Linked DNA regions of Mus musculus: region 1 is linked to region 2. The links are chromatin contacts, called in public HiChIP or PLAC-seq maps. All regions are on one chromosome and are shown on one strand. The core of a region is the stretch at or near the end of the contact, and the rest is flanking DNA. Distances in the headings are between cores, read along the strand shown. Region 1 overlaps Kcnmb2 (potassium large conductance calcium-activated channel, subfamily M, beta member 2). Region 2 has its middle 98 kb from the start of Gm34031.

What was found. HiChIP or PLAC-seq counts read pairs in DNA pulled down with a chosen protein or histone mark.
Region 1: an H3K27ac HiChIP or PLAC-seq map of VIP interneurons shows a contact between it and region 2, with 6 times the contacts expected there. The contact joins two enhancer-like sites. A contact is called at or near these places in 2 of 484 Hi-C or Micro-C datasets (cortical neurons and embryonic stem cells) and 2 of 115 datasets of contacts at active chromatin or transcription factors (SST interneurons and VIP interneurons).

What each region holds. Positions count from the first base shown.
Region 1 is chr3:32,148,820-32,151,519 of GRCm38.p6, forward strand. All of the region lies in intron 2 of Kcnmb2 (potassium large conductance calcium-activated channel, subfamily M, beta member 2), which reads left to right. Among named protein-coding and RNA genes, the nearest start is that of Gm42201, 180 kb to the right of the region's middle. Within about 2 kb of position 1,437, at least 10 of the 459 cell types and tissues checked have an H3K27ac peak or open chromatin away from gene starts, as enhancers often do. A contact at or near this core is called in VIP interneurons, where this site is marked.
Region 2 is chr3:31,802,926-31,805,625 of GRCm38.p6, forward strand. No RefSeq gene overlaps it. Among named protein-coding and RNA genes, the nearest start is that of Gm34031, 98 kb to the right of the region's middle. Within about 2 kb of position 1,251, at least 2 of the 459 cell types and tissues checked have an H3K27ac peak or open chromatin away from gene starts, as enhancers often do. A contact at or near this core is called in VIP interneurons, where this site is marked.

The DNA.
Region 1 (2,700 bases), core at 187-2,686, 350 kb after region 2:
GCTATTTAACTTGGGCTGGCATCCTTCAAAACCACAAATTAGATGTAGTGCTATGAATAATAGTTGGCTATGTGTCACAGAGACCAGATCATAAGTGACCACCACCTGTCTTCAGGCACAAGGTTCCTTGCATGGTCTCCCAGATGTTGAAAAATCATCTTCAGTGAAAACTTGGAAAATACTTTGCCACTTGTCTGATTGTTGTCAAGGAGCCGTTGGCTCTCAGCTTCCTCATTAACTCTCCATCTAAGTGGCAGATGTACCACTTGCTCAGTCTTTAGACACCAAGTGGGAGAAAGGTTCTTAGACCTGGTATAAGACACCATCGAGACTACACAGTCTTCCAGATCTCCAAATGAAACACACTCTGATTAAAAGGCTGGAAAAACCCATGAGAGAGACAGGAGACATAGCAAGGGAGAACCAAGGAAATATTGGCCACTACGTCAAATATCCCCCCCCCCCCAACTTGTTTTTCAAGACTGGGTTTCTGAGTATAGCTCAGGCTGTCCTTGAACTCACCGTGTAGGCCAAATTGGTCTCAAATTCAGAGCCCCACCCACCACTGACTCCTGAGTGCTGGGATTAAAGGCATGTGCTGCCACTATCAGGCTTCTAAAATGTTTCTGTTGTCATTTTTAAGAACAATGATGTGATCAATAAATAGCATAAAATTAAACAAGCTGAGAGGTCCAGTAAGATGTGGCGGGACAAGGAACTGTTTGAGGCACTACTGAGAAGGTCCAGCAACCCCAGGAGAATGAGCCTGAGCAGCTTTGGGAGTCGCTTCATTCTGTCCCTGTGTGACAAAGGCAAAAGCGTTCCTTTCCTCCCAACTCCACCGTCTGCAAGAGATGACCAGGACAGAGGTTGCTTGTTCTTCTGACTCCACCTGAAGAGCACAGTGCTTAGGGCAAGGCTGATGTTACGCTGTCCACAGCAGGCAGTAGACTGAGGCACACAATAGTTCTTAATAAAATTTGGCAAATAGACACTCAAATAAATGAACTCAAATAAAGTACATAGTTGATTTTGGAGGCAAAAAGCACAACAGGATTTAAAAAAATCACTCCCAACAAATAATGTTTTCTAAAGTAAATCACTTGATCTAAAATTACTACCATGCATTTGGCTTTCCCTTCAAACGCCCTGGAGCCAAAACAACTCAACCCTTACGGAGAGAAGGTATAATTTGCTGTCTGCAAAGATAAAGCCTCACCCATTAGATGCAACCCTAAATGCCTGTGCTTGGACTGACCTTTTGCTTCGCCACCGTGATGTCATTAGTGTGATAATTTTATGCAAGATTAAGCATGTAATTATGTGTTAAATACTTTCCTCCGCTCCTGCTTGCTCACTCAATAAAGCAGAGTGCATTAGGAGTGTCCTACACTAGAGCTCCAGGCTACTGGCGTTCTAAACGACGGCCTCTCTGCTCTTTCTCAGCTCGATATCTCACTTGCGCTTGCAGCTGTACCCTCAAGGCCCAGCACTGCGAGCTGCTAGCACTGAGAAGCCACTGCATGGAGCAACTCCAGCAGAAGCTCCTCGAATGCTTTCCACTTAAGTAAATTCAGAACCCAAGAGGTTGTAGCAGGATTTCACCCATTGGCTCCCCATCAGAGTTACCTGGATAGGAACTGCTCTGAAATGCTGAGCCATCTCTCCAGCCTGCAGCACCATAATTCTTCAATAATTCTCCCTAGACGTCTCCAGCGTACAACCAAACTCATTGGCATTACCATCCCAATCCTCTTGCTTAGGACAAGTGTCAGAACTTAGCGCTAATGAAGAAGTAGTTTGATCTTACCATCTCAATAGTTCTTGTGACAGTCACTGGCCCCATAGGACAGGAAAGAATTGGTTTGCTCCCTGTGCAGGTACAAAGCAACTTAATTGGATTTTCTTTGTGAAGAAAATCCAATCCATTTATTTTTAAGTTTATGTGTATGTAGTGAGGGTGGCAAAACAAAGGAAAGTAATGCTTAGTATGTGCTTATCACATGCCAGTATACTTGATATACTTGCAATGTTCTTGATATCACATGCGATGTACTGGAGGTCCTCTTGCATATATTGTTGACTTGTCTTCCAAGCCTGGTGGCAGAAATTATCCCTTCCATTTTTCCACCAAAACTTGGAGCTGTTAATTGGCTTGTACAAAGTCACACAGTTGGTAGATGTTGATGCCAAGAGGCGCGCAAACACCTGGACCATCTGCTGTTCGCACTCATCGTCTTCTTAGGCCATGCTGCCCTTTGCAAAAGATCCTTATTGAATGATAAGTCAGCCAACAACCTAAACTTTCCGAGTAAGTCAATGAGAGGAGAGGGGAGACATGATGGTTAGAGAAGAAGTGTAGAAGATGCCCAGGTCTGGGATGTAGCTGAATTGGTAGAGTGCTTGGCTGAATTCATCTGCAGGCACAAAGGCCAACTGTGGTGGCACACAGCTGTCACTCCAGCACTCAGGAGGTAGACAGAAGGATCAGAAGTTCAAGGTCATCCTATAGTACATAGATAATCCAAAGCTAGCATTTGTCTCAGATAGATAGATAGATAGATAGATAGATGGATGGATGGATGGATGGATGGATGGATGGATAGATAGATAGATAGATAGATAGATAGATAGATAGATAGATAGATAGATAGATAGATAGGCTAATAAACAGACAGACACACAGATAGGCATACAAAC
Region 2 (2,700 bases), core at 1-2,500:
ATGGGTTTGCTTCTAAAATGGAGATGGCAATGCTTTCCTATTAGGGATGTCGTTTGTGCAATGGTTACTCTTCCTTGTTGACCTAGAATCCCAGGGGTAACACAGTTCCAAGAATGTCTATAAGGGTGAATCCAAAAAGATTTAACTGGGGAAGGAAGACCTACCTTGAATGTGGAATGCCTATCCCTAGGGCCTCTTAAACTGAATAAAAAGGAGAAAATGCACGCTGACCATCAGTGTTTGTGCTGTGTGCTTCTGACTGTGGACATGATGTGACCAGCCACTTCACACTCTTGACCTCCTGCCTTCCCCCACTATGACTGATTTATATCCAGAAACTGGGCGTCAGAATAAACCTGCCCTTCCTTAAGTGGCTTTCATCAGATACTTTTCATAGCAGTAAACAGTCATGCCGTCCAGGCCACAGAGCGAACGTCTCCGGTGCCAGCGAGACCCGTTTTATTGCCTGTTCATTAATTTCAATTTTTATTTAATGTCAACTCAGAAAAAAAGTAATAGCTTAGAAATCAAACTTAGAAGAATTGTTGGAGTGAATTGCCAGGCTGTCCAAAAGTTGGAGATCATAGAAAGTAGCTTTGCTTATGTCCAAAAACATGGTTTCTCTCTAACAATAAAACAAAAACAAAGAGTAGAACCTGACATGCCTGTGAGGTTGCAGAGGGCTTTGGTGGGCATTTCAGAGAGGAAGCATTGTTTGGCACTGATGCCTCTTCTTCCTTCCTTTGTCAAGCTGGAAGAGACGTGTGCAGGTACAACCGGAAAACAAGGAGTAAAATCTGTGAAACAAAACAAGATCAATGCAACCACTGGCTGTAAAGGAGCCTCAGGATGGGGATAGAATGTGAAGTTGACGTGGGGGTATGGTGAGGTTTTAGAGTCTTCTGGGAGGTAATCAGGGACAGCAATCCTCAGAGGGAAGCCTGTACTTGACTGGAGATGGTTAACAGCAGAAATGACAGTTTCAAGATGGATGATAGTCCCCTGTTAACTGCAAGGGCACAGTTTCACATCTGCAGGGGCTTTTCCCTGGACTACACAACTCCTCACAGCCATTTTCCCTTGGTAAATCAAAGCCATCAATTATCACCTCTCCCCAAACCCCGCAGTTGCCTTCAGATGTTGCAGAACAGAAAGGGCTGAACAAGAAAATCACTGGCTGGGGTCGGTTCTTCTGGAGCTGTGGGCTGTCAGCGATGCTGTCAGACAAGCTAAGAGCTACTGTGGGATTTTCACCCCACACTGGGCTCAGACTCCAACTGAGTGCTGTCCAAGCTTGCCATGCTTGGCTTGCTGCACACATCTGAGTACAGAGCCTTCACGGAGCCGTGGAAACTGGAGCCTCCTTGCTCTTGTCACTGATCTGAAAGAACTTCAGCTTTAGTCCCAGTGCTCTTCCACCAGTCCCAAGGTTTTAAGGATTCTGTGTCTGAACAAACCAAGTAGGAGTCCTTCTATAGCCAAAAGGAGCTAGAGAGTGCTAGCATCCTATATTTATGCAATGGGAGTTGTAAAAAAATTAGAGCCAATATTTGAATGACACTTACTGGTGATTTCTAAAAAGCAATCTAGTCAGGCCAGTGAAATGGCTCTCTGGGTAAAGCACTTGCCACCAAGGCTGACGACCTGAATTCTATCCCTTGGAACTCCCATGGTAGAAGGAGACTGACAACTTCCACAAGCTGCTATCTGATTTCTATGTGTGTACAGTAGCTCGTACACATGAGAGTACAAATAGTGATATAATAATAATGATAATAACATTTAAATGAAATCATTTATTCAGCCAACTCTAGATTGTTTATTTGAACTAACCACTGATCTATACCCAATAGTACTTGATAGTTTTGCCTAACTATTGAACTTAAAAGAATAATAGCTGTTTTATGAGTAAGCAATGTATGCTTATAAAAGGTAGATTAAAAAATACTCATATAAATGATAAGCCTACATTTTCCATGGCTACCACCCTGTTCTACAGCTGGTAATCTGCTCAATCTTCTGACATTTTTCTCTCTGAGTATAGTATGCGTGTGTGTTTGTGTGTGTGTGTGTGTGTGTGTGTGTGTGTGTGTGTGTGTGTGTTGTGATAAGCCAACCTTGAGCATCTGTATTTATATCATTTTATATATGTGCATGTCACTTTAGAAGGTGGTTTCTAGAGACAAACTGTTGAAACAATGAGAATGTAGATCCAAAATGTAATTAGTAAGCTTCAAATTGTCCCTCTGAGTGATTTGGTTTTCTAACTTATACCTTGACCAATACTGCAGGAGAACACAATTTCATTCAACCATCTCAACATCGGTCGATCATTAAGATTCTTAGATTTATCTCCTTTTAAAATTAGTTCTTTGAGACATTCATCCAATATATTTTGATCACATTCATTCCTAAGCCCAACTCTTCCCTACCCACTCAGGTGTGTGTGTGTGTGTGTGTGTGTGTGTGTGTGTGTGGTCTTCTATTGAAACATGGTTTATATATCAGGCACTACCCTCAGAGAAAACTGTCTCTCCCTCTCCCAGCAGCAAACAATTGCTAGTAGCTTGTCAGCTAATCCTGGAATTGCATGCCCAATTTCCATCTCCATATTAGGGTTTAGTCTGACTTGGGCTTACAGTTTTTCGGCATGCTGTTCTTCAAGAGTTCACATGTGCAGCTGCACTGGTGTATCCAGAA